Regions from separate parts of the Mus musculus genome. Here region 2 is linked to region 1. A link is a contact called in public HiChIP or PLAC-seq data. All regions are on one chromosome and are shown on one strand. The core of a region is the stretch at or near the end of the contact, and the rest is flanking DNA. Distances in the headings are between cores, read along the strand shown.

Evidence for each region. HiChIP or PLAC-seq counts read pairs in DNA pulled down with a chosen protein or histone mark.
Region 2: an HNF4G HiChIP or PLAC-seq map of pancreatic cancer cells shows a contact between it and region 1. The contact joins two enhancer-like sites. A contact is called at or near these places in 1 of 115 datasets of contacts at active chromatin or transcription factors (pancreatic cancer cells) and 1 of 9 other capture datasets (embryonic stem cells).

What each region holds. Positions count from the first base shown.
Region 1 is chr11:79,081,429-79,086,844 of GRCm38.p6, forward strand. All of the region lies in intron 1 of Ksr1 (kinase suppressor of ras 1), which reads right to left. Among named protein-coding and RNA genes, the nearest start is that of Gm11201, 61 kb to the left of the region's middle. Within about 2 kb of position 1,898, at least 29 of the 459 cell types and tissues checked have an H3K27ac peak or open chromatin away from gene starts, as enhancers often do. A contact at or near this core is called in pancreatic cancer cells, where this site is marked.
Region 2 is chr11:79,768,925-79,774,400 of GRCm38.p6, forward strand. All of the region lies in intron 2 of 9130204K15Rik (a long non-coding RNA gene), which reads right to left. Among named protein-coding and RNA genes, the nearest start is that of 9130204K15Rik, 25 kb to the right of the region's middle. Within about 2 kb of position 2,772, at least 34 of the 459 cell types and tissues checked have an H3K27ac peak or open chromatin away from gene starts, as enhancers often do. A contact at or near this core is called in pancreatic cancer cells, where this site is marked.

The DNA.
Region 1 (5,416 bases), core at 648-3,147:
CTCTCAACAAGCAATCCTGCCTTGACGTCAAACTCCAAGTCGGGGAACTTCAAACACAAACAAACAAGTCTGCCCCAGACCACAGTGGAGATGTTCCCAAGGAGGGCTGGCTGGCGGAGAGTGGCCACAGCTGGGCGCATGAAGCTTACTCCCCTGTCCACATCTGCCACGGCTGAACTCTGTGACCTGGTCCTAAGCTGTAAATGCAAGGGTCTACCCCACGATGCTCCCTAGCCCTGTTGGCGCGTGAAGGCGCCCACTGGGGTGCAGTGACCCTGCCCTTGAAACGCTCCAGCCAGTTTGCTCCTCCGTGCGAGCAGCACTATCCCCAGATAACATCACAAGGTCTAACCACTCTGAGACTATGTACTGAAGCCAGGAAGGAGAATGGCTTGCGCAAAAGCACTTAGTGGGGCTTGCTGAGAAACTCCAAGTGTAAGCCAGGCAAGGATGACAGATAGCCAAGGATCTGACTTCTCGGTGACATCTTCTGACCCAATCTTATTCTCCACAGAGGCTGTGAGCCTCAACAAGACTTCTCTGGCCTTTGCAAAGCAGCCTTTGCCTTGGAAAGTCTGTGGATGATCTGCCCCGGGACTGTTTTTCCAAGGTTTGCTTCCTGTCCTACCTCATTACTCTGACCCCTAAACCCTTGCCTTTGTGCTCTTGGTCCCTGCACTCCTGGGGAGCCTCAGAGACAACCTGGACTAAATCGGGAGAGAGCAAGCATTCACTTTATCCTCACATTTCCCATGTCCTGAAGTGACTGCCCACGGAGGCAAGAAGAGAAGTGTGGCTGTCATTCATTCATTCATTCATTCATTCATTCAATAGTTAAATCGCATCCTTCCAGAGTCAGGTATGGTGTCTGTCATGAGCAGCATGGTTCCCAGGATCCACTGGGGACCAGGGATGTGTCCATAGGCGTGCCTGGCTGGGAAACAGGAGAGGAGGCAGAGAACAGATATGTCATGTTCCATGAACGTCCATGACACAGAAGCTTCCGTGGACACAGGTCACTAACATATCACTAACACAGAGGTCCCTGGTGCTTTGTACTTCTGTTGGGAAACTGAGAGGAGGGACAACAGGTCACGTACTACGCACACATCAGGTCTTCAGACACACCTGTGTCCTGGTTCAAATTCCCCCACATACTTGTCTGAAGTTCACCAGACCTGCAACACTTAGAAGAAATCAGTTTCCTCCTCATGCACAGAGGTTGGTGGATACTCTGGCCCAACTGTGAGGTGTAGGGGTGTCTGGGACCTACAAGGAATCAGAGAGGAGGGCACCCCTAAAATGGAGCAAGGGACATGGCACATACTGACGGAAAGATGGGGGGCCATGCTAGGTATGTGTGGGGGCACCCTATGAGCAAAGATGAGTGTCATAAAAGATTTTAAATAGGGTCAGGGGAGATAGCTGGAGATCTGAAAGGACCAAGAAGAGAAGGGCAGCAGAGCTGGTGTAGGACAAGACTGGATCCTATATGTCCTAGAAAGTTCTGGAAACTTCTACAAGGTCTTGGAAGAACACAGCATTAAAATAGCTGCCGTCATGCAGGTATGGGGTAGGATGTACACGGAGGAATGTGATCTGATTTGCATTTCTGAATGATCATCGTCATTTTGGAAACCACTCGGAGAACAGATTGAAGTGGGCGTGGAGAAAGCAGAGACGGGAAAATCAAGGAAGAAGGACCCCACCGCAACTCAGCACAAGATGGGAACAAACGGTAATTTAGCTAGTGGCAGAGTGGGTGGAATGAAGAAGCAGATCCAAGAGATGTTCTATTGGCATTCTTTTTTTTTTTTTACTATAAAGATAAGACTTCCTTCTTGCTCGTCCCGGGCATTTCTGGCATACCAGCGCTCTGGAATGCAGGAAGCTTAGCACTGAAGCTCAGAACAAATTAGCTAACCACATGGAGCCCGGGTGGCTGTTTGATTTACTAGAACTTGGCACTTTGTGTGTTCTGCGGTGGGGAAGCCTTTTGCCAAAGGACCAACCTGGCAGGGCACAGACTGCAGACTCAATAGCCCAGGTTCCCATCACCCCGCTTCTAAACACAGCACCTGCCTTACCTACCAGGGAGAGGGGGCCTGTGCTTGCTTAAAGCAAAACTTGGTGTTTCCCTGTACTCTACTTGAAAACAGAGACTGCCCTCTCCAGCCAGCCTGTCACACTGGTTCTGTCCACCCCTCTTTGCTAAGGGGAGACAGTTTTCCCCAACTTAACTGTAAAAGCCATCAGAGTTCATAGCCGCACAGCCCCAAGCTCATGTCTCACTTCCATCTGCTGCTACTTGTGGCTTCGGACAACTGACAGACTGTCTGGCCCTTCACTTCCTCTGTCCTAAGTGAGGAAAAAGATCTCCAGGCAGCCAAAATGTCGGTGTGAGTTTTGAGTAGCTAGCATGCTGTGGATCCCCCCCCCAACCCCCGTTCACATCCCCACCCTCCTCCTCTGCAGCTTTAAGCATCATGGAAAAGGCCTAACAAGGGAACCAGGTGATGGGAAGCAGGGTGGACTTCTGATGGCTTGTGTCCAAATGTAGGATCTGGTTTACTGATCTGTGGTCCCATGTGGCAGTTACCTGTGGGACAAGGAGAGCAACTGGTTCTGAGCACAAGTGCACATGAGCTCCTACCTACACCCCATTTACAATCTGAGGTTCACCTTGTCTTAGTTAGGGTTTTACTGCTGTGAACAGACACCAAGACCAAGGCAAGTCTTATAAAGGAAAACATTGAATTGGGTCTGGCCTACAGGTTCGGAGGTTCAGTCTATTATCATCAAGGCGGGAGCATGGCAGCATCCAGACAAGCATGATGAAGGCAAAGCTGAGAGTTCTACATCTTCATCTGAAGGCTGCTAGTGGAAGACTGACTTCCAAGCAGCAAGGATGAGGGTCTTATAGCCTGTATCAACTCTGACAGGGCCACGCCTTCTAATAGTGCCACTCCATGGACTGAGTATATACACCCCAAGGCCTGAACAGGGCCTCTGAGACAGACCTACGATGGGACCAAAATGACATGACCAGCTGCTGTGTGACAGTGTTTATGGTCATGTATTACACCCTCGATGAGTTAAAACGCTTCACACACAGGGCACTCAATTGATCCTCATGCCACTTGTCAGAACTTAGCTCTGTCTCCATGCATTCCTGTCCCCACAGAATGGGGTGGAGGGACACACACACACACACACACACACACACACACACACAGAGGAAAGCATGGCTTTGAGCTGAGAGACTAAAACACTGAGTCCCAAGCAGAGTTACTATGTGGTAAGCTGTGGGTGCCTGGACAAAGCCATCACCCCTTCTTTCAGAAGGGAACCTGTGAAGGCCACTCAACTAGTTGGAATCTTCTCCATTAGGAATAGCATGCTCTGCTGTTGGGGTGGGGCAGAGAAAGGAAATCAGTGGTGGGTGGGGAGGGGGATATCTAGAACATGGTGGGGCAGTTTTATCAGGCAGCTAAAGGGAAGGGGAAGGTGACATGAAAAATAAACAGAAGCCCAAGAACGGAACTGCAAGGGTGCAATGTTGTCAGCTATATGTCAGGAAAGAAAGCAAGGCCACTGACTCCATCAAGCAGAAGCCAGGAGGCTGCGGGCCCGACTTTCAGCCCCAAGCACCCACTGCAACTGTGCTCACTAACCAGGCAACAGGGGATGGTGGAAGGCTCATAGAACAACGAGACTACAGACAGAGCTCTGGCTAGGAGTGTTCTGGGAGGGCCAGCCAGGAGCCCTTGATTCTAAGAGTCCTGCAGGTATGGGTTCACATGACCACTGCACTCTGCTGTTGATCAGCTATCTGAGCACACTTAGTTTCCTTATCTACAAAGGGGGGAGGAGGTACGGGGGGGGGGGGCAGTGCATTCCTTGACAGTAGGTAAGTGCAGGGGAGGCCGGCCCAGCTGACTCACTCGCACCCTGAAGGATGCTTTCCTGAGGCTTACTCTCTTCCCAGGAGTTCAGGAACAGTGCAGTAGCAAAGCTAGTGTGTGTAAAACAGAGTCGGGGCAGGAGAGTCCCAACAAACCATGAGTGTTACCCAGCCATAGGGAGCCTGAGGGAGCAAGCCAAAGTGGCCTTGCCCTAGGCAGGAACAGGGGCTGTTCTCCAGGCTTAGGTTGGGGTAGCACACTGACACAGATATGCACATACACCTGTGACCCCAGAGGAGCTCTGCCTGGACAAAAAAAGAGGGGGGGGTGCATTTGAAAGTAAATATGCTGTGGGTGTCCAGCCCCCCAAGAAACCAGTAGGCTCCAGGCACCCACAAAGCTGGATACTCCCAGGGCTGTCTTCCCTGTCTCCCCCAGATAACTCATGTGATTCTCCCTACAACGCTGATGCCAGGCAGCATCTCCATTCCAGAGAGAAATGAGCCAGGGACAAGCAGCCAGAGATCACGCAACTCATGCCGGGAAAGGAGGCAGAGGCAGTGTATCTGCCTTGGCCATCTGCTTTACCACAGGACCGATAAAGCATCATAACCAAAAGCAGCTTGGGAAGGAAAAGGTTAACTTCTGCTTACACTTCCAGGTAAGGGTCCATCATCTGGGCAAGTCAGGGCAGGAGGAGCTCAAGCAGGAACCTGGAGGCAGGAGCTGATGCAGAGGCCATGGAGGGATGCTGCTTACTGCTTTTCTCACTATCGCTTGCTTACTCAGCCTGCTTTCTTATAGCACCCAGGACCACCAGCCTGGGTGCGGCACCGCACACAGTGACCTGGGTCCTTCCACTGCACACAGTGACCTAGGTCCTTCCACATCAATCATCAGCCAAGAAAAATTCAACACAGGCTTTGTCCCCAGGCCAATGTGGTGGGGGACAGTTTCTCAGGTGAGGTTCCCTCTTCCCAAATGACTCTATTTTGTATCACATTGACATAAAACTAGCCAGCACAACGCCGGATGGCAGAAACTGGGGCACCTGCTAGTAGGAGGCAAATGATGGACATCTTGGTATGAGGATCACCAGGAAATGGGACCCAGAGGTGAAGAAACTGAATCCAACACCACTCTGTCAGGTCCTTGCCACAGCAAACACCCTCTGCACATAACTAATGAACACCCTGTGTTGTTCCTCCTGTCTTTGACCTAGTAGGCCGAAACCCCTGCCTTGGGGACAGACCCTTGGGGCCATTCCACTCCACTTATACACACTGATACATCACTGATGATGCACAAACCCAGGGAGGCAGCTGCTCTGCCACATGACCAGGAGTGCCCAGAATTTTCCAGAAGGCCTGTTCTCTTCCTTGAAGAGAACACATCAGCTTCAACCCCCTGTGTCAGCACAGTCTCCTCCTCTGGGGTGCTTGGAAACCGGAGTTCACTTCTTCCCATCCATGGGCAGAAAGAACCAGACTGGGGGCCTCCTGTACCATCCA
Region 2 (5,476 bases), core at 1,522-4,021, 690 kb after region 1:
AAGTATTCCAAGGAGTTAACCTTGACACTTAGGAAAAGGACAGCAAGTATATATATATTTTTTAACATTGCAAAAAGAATTCAGAGATCTGCCTGCCTTTGTAAACTTAGCTGGATGGGATCCTGTCCTGAGGTTACCATTCCAAACAAACCTGGACCTAAATTAGCTCTGTCCCAGGCTGACCTTGAGCTCAGGAATCTGTCTGCCTTTGTATGTTTGCCTTTGTATCTTTCTGACAAGCTGGTTGACAAAGCAGCTGCCTCTGCACTCTTTTAGATCTGTGAATCTCCTTATACAATTCATATTCCATCCTTATATTTTGCATAGTTGAAAAGTTATATATTTTTGAACTCATGTTTTTAGAGTTCTTTCCCACAGCCTTGAGGGCTGTCCTGAAGGTCTCAGCATTTACCATTTTGTTGAGACATTAGCCATACCCTCGACTCCTGGACTTGTGCTGTCTCTGATTATCATGGAGTCATTTGCCTTGTCAGAGAGGACATTCCTAGAAGGAGGAACATGAAAATATGTATTATCATACCACAAGTCTTATGCCAATAGCAATGACCATCAACATTGGTGGAGGCCCATGCCTTGCTGGCTCTGTTCCAGGGGCAGAGACCATTTCATTCCATCCCTTACACCAAGCAGGATTTGACATGTAAAATCATCCAAGTGGAACTGGTTTTGACAGTATGAAGGGGTCATGGAGAGCAGCTGAGGCTTGGAACAGTGAGAGTCCAGGGAAGACCATTGGTGAAGGTGCAGCTTCAGTTGCAGTTGATGGCCCAGGATTGAAGGGCTTGACACCATGAAAAAAGCCTATGAGAGGCTATTGATAAAGCCTAGTTGCAGCAGAAGACCCCAGTGAACTAGAGATGCCAGTACCATGGGATGATCACCAAGAATAGCAGCAGCAGTAGAGTGGAGCTGCCCTCTGTAGTGCTCCAAGGTCTACTTTGGCCTTGAAATACTACAGAGGGCAGAGTTGGAGAAGTGACCCAAGCCCTTTGGATTTGCCCAGAAGATCATGTGTTGATCCCAGACATCGTAACAAGGAGCTGTGAAGTTGAAGTTGTCTTGGATACCCCAAGATGTTAGAGATGCCAGAGCTGTGGGATTCCTGTTGGGAAAAGCTGATAACAGGGAGTGGAGCCAGCCCAAGAGAACAAAGTTTGTTGTCGTTGAATGCCAGATCTGCCAACAGCAGTCAACAAGGATGGAAGGAGTTGGAGATCTGAAGAGCACTTTGACATCAGACATGGAGACAAGGAGTTTGGAATTTGCCCGGCTGATTTTTGGTCTTGCTTTGGTTCAGTATTCTTCTCTATGACATTTTGAAATGATAATGTATATCCTGTAATATTGGAGGGTATGTGATCTGCTTTTTTATTTTGATTTTATACGGAATTACAGTTAAGTGATTAGATGAGTCTCAGAAGAGATGTTGAACTTTGGACTTCTAACATTGTTGAGACTGTTATATACTATGGGACTTTTGAAGTTGGAATAAATGAATTTTGCATTATGCTATGGCATACTCATGCGTTTGAACAAGCTCATGGGGGCCAGGGATTAGAATGTGGTAATTTGAATATGCTTGGCCCAGGGAGTGGCACTATTAGGAGGTGTGAGCATGTTGCAGCGGGTATGGCCTTGTTGGAGAGCGTGTGTCACTGTGGGGGTGGGCTTCAAGACCCTTCTCCTATCTGCCTGGAAGTCAGTCTTCTCCCGACTGCCTTTGGATCCAGATGTAGAACACTCTGCTCCTCCAATACCATGTCTATCTGTGCAGCCATGCTTTGTGCCATGATGATAATGGACTGAACCTTTGAACCTGTAAGCCAGCCCTAATTAAATGTTGTTCCTTATAAGAGTTGACTTGGTCATGATGTCTCTTCTCAGCAATGGAAACCCTAACTAAGATAGGAAAGGAACACAGCAGTATGTGAACAGTAAACTGTCTCCACCAGGTTTCATGTATCTCTAAGACATCCCATTTTACAAATGCACATAATTAAATAAGCCCTCCACCATTAGATAGCTCTTAAAATTACCTGAAGGGTGGCTCTACAAGATAGCTCATAGGTAAAGATGGTTGTTGCTAAGCCTAACAGCCTGAATTTGATTCCTGGAACCCACATGGTGGAAGGAGAGAGCTGTCTCTTCTAGTTTGTCCTCTGACCATCACAGGAGAGCTGTGGCATGTGCCACACCCAAACACCCCAAATAAATACATGTGTAAGTTAAGACTGTCTGAATGATGCTATAGTGAGGACATTTATATATATATAACATTTTATTCACATCCTAAAGTGGGATTGTCACCTCCAGTCCCGGAGTGATCTGCCTTGTTCTCATCCCTTCTGCCTTATGGTGGTGTGCATGATGCTGGCCCCGGTGTCCCGGGCAAGAAGAAGGTGAGATAACCAGTACTGCTCTTTTTTCTGTCTCCACCATCTGCCCATTCCCTGCCCAGCAGCCCAGAGCCTGCCTCCCCACCTCATGCCAGGCCTCCTGATGAAGCACTCCAGAGGTAGTGTCATTGCCCACAGTCCAGCCAAGTCTGGGAGCAGAGACTCAGGATTACAGGCTCAAGTGCCTTCAATTACAGACCCCTTGAGGCTCTAACTGGCATGTGGAGAGCCAGAAACAAGCTACCTCAAGTGGCAGGAGTGGCTGTTTACTTAGTGCCTCCTCCTCCCTCTGCCCCGCAGGGCTGATTTGGGTCACCTAGCAGTATTGCAACATGACCCTGAGCCACTCCACTCGACAAGCAGGACTGTGTGAGCCAGAACACACTCCCACAGACCTTTGCCCTTTGTACCGCCTAACAGGCTGTTGGGCTGTAAGCACCTTGCACACTGAGCTCATAGTCTGCATTAAAAACCTGACTGCAGTTTGACCCTCTCCCCTTCTTGCTCTCCCGGGAGCTTCCGGTATATACTTGGCCGAATCTCACTCATTGCCTATCTTCCCGACTCCCTGCTTCGGCTGTCTGTATTTCCCAGCTCTTTTGTTTGTTGGTTGGTTGGTTGGTTTTTATTTTCTAAACAAGTTTCACTGTCTAGCCTTAGATATTCTGGAACTTATTCTGTAGACCAGGCTGGCCTCAAACTCACAGAGATCTGCCTGGCTCTGCCTCCTATGTGCTGGGATTAAAGGTGTACTCCACCACCTCCTGGCTGTATGCCCCAGTTCTTTGACTGACTCTACTCATATCTTCTGTCACCCAGCCTTCTTTAGAGAAGTATTTGTAGCACGTGAAAGAAGTACCTAGAATATATCAAGAATCCTTCCTACAAAGTCATATGAACGAACAAGTTTTAGAAATGGGTAAAGAGGGCCAGAGAGATGGCTCAGCAGTTACGAGTGAGTGCAGCTCTTGTAGAGGACCTGAGTTCAGGTTCCTTCAGGTTCCAGCATCCGAGTGTGGAAGCTTGCAACTGCCTCTAACTTCAGCCTCCCGCTTCAGTGGACAACTGCACTGTGTGTACACTCACACAGAAATGTAATTTAAAATAGTATTGTCTAGGGCTCCCAATGGAGGAGCTAGAGAAAGTAGCCAAGGAGCTAAAGGGATCTGCAACCCTATAGGTGGAACAACATTATGAGCTAACCAGTACCCCGGAGCTCTTGACTCTAGCTGCATATATATCAAAAGATGGCCTAGTCGGCCATCACTGGAAAGAGAGGCCCATTGGACTTGCAAACTTTATATGCCCCAGTACAGGGGAATACCAGGGCCAAAAAGGGGGAGTGGGTGGGCAGGGGAGTGGGGGTGGGTGGATATGGGGGACTTTTGGTATAGCATTGGAAATGTAAATGAGTTAAATACCTAATAAAAAATGGAAAAAAAAAAGACAGAGATAATTTTTTAAAAGACTAAAAAAAATAAAATAAAATAAAATAGTATTGTCTTTAAAACTAAGAATAAATAGTAATGGTGGGTAAAGAATTTAAAATGCAAACAGTAGAGACAGCCCAACAAATGGCAACAACAGAGTCTTAACTTCACTTGGGAACTGGAAATTTTATACAATGCTGTGATACTGTCTCACACCTAGCAAGTGGACACAATTTTTCATAACCCAACACCACCAACTATGAGGGGACCTTGTATTTGGATTTTAGGTACTAGAAGTATGAATTTAAAACCTGCCCAGGTGGGGTAGGAAGATTGCTCAGTACACAGCCAGGTAGGTACTTTCTAAGCAAGCGGCAAGACCTGAGCTCAGTTCAGTTAAAAGAAAAACAAAAATTCCCAGCATGGTGACATGTCTGTTGTTGCAGTGTGGGGAGGCAGAGACGGGATCTGGAGGCTTTCTGGCCAGCCGGTCTAACCAAATTGAGAGGAATCAAAATCTTCAAGGCAAGGCCTCTCACTGAACCGAAACAATCTCAATTTGACTCAAAAAGGACCTGAACTCTAGTCCCAGGCAATCTGTTCCCATCTTCCAGCCTCCACAAACATCCCCCGCCCTCCAGAGAGAGAGGCATAAGTAAAAATAAATCTTAAAAAAAAAAAAAAAAAAAAGATGATAAGTGGTAAAGACACCGGAAGCTGATCTCTAGGAACGGTCTACACCGAGCTTCCCCTGAAACGTTTGTTTTGACTGAAAGGATTGATGGGACCAGAGCTGTGTAATCTTCCAGTCCAGACCAAGAGACCCGGATCTTCCCTTTGCATCTGGAGTGCTCCTCGTCAATGCCAAGCCTCGAGGAAGTCCCAGGGAGCCATATAGAGCCAAGGAACTTTCTGCTGTCCTATTGTCCAGCCGACACCTCAGGAGACAGAACCTCCCATGGGAACTGTAGTAGATTTATGTTGTTGTAAGCTGAAGGCTACACAGCAATAGGTGGCCAAACTCTAGCAGTTCTACTCAAAGGCTATATTTGAAACAAGTTCTCTCACAGGGGCACAGTGAGGCAGGTTCTTATCAAAGTGTTCTCTTGTCCACTAACAAGAACATGGTTAAATAAACTGTGCACGACTCACACAATGTAATACAAGTAGTTCATAACACTAAAGAGTCAGGACCTGGGCTGTATGTAGCTCACAGTGGAGGGTGTGTCTTTCATATCCTAGGGTTAAACTCCCTGAACCAGAATAGTAATAGTCATGGCTATAGATGTCACTCAGAATAAATCTCAAAACTCAACAAAATAGAATGGGGGTGGGGGCAGTCTGATGCATAGCTCAGTATTATCTATGCAAAGATTACAGGCATGCCAACACTACACACGAATGTGCTTCAAGGACAGGACCTGCGCCGAATGAGAAAAATGGATTCAGGACGCCAGGTCTGTGGAGAGGGAGAGAGGGTAGTTGGGGCGGGGGATGAGGGATGACTCCAGCAAGAGCTCGCAGGGAACCTCAGGCATAGCTCTGTGTTCATGTTCCTCTCAGGGAGATGTGGAATAGGAGAGGTAAACAAGGAGACCTTGGCAGAACAGGGATGGGAGCAAGGATGCC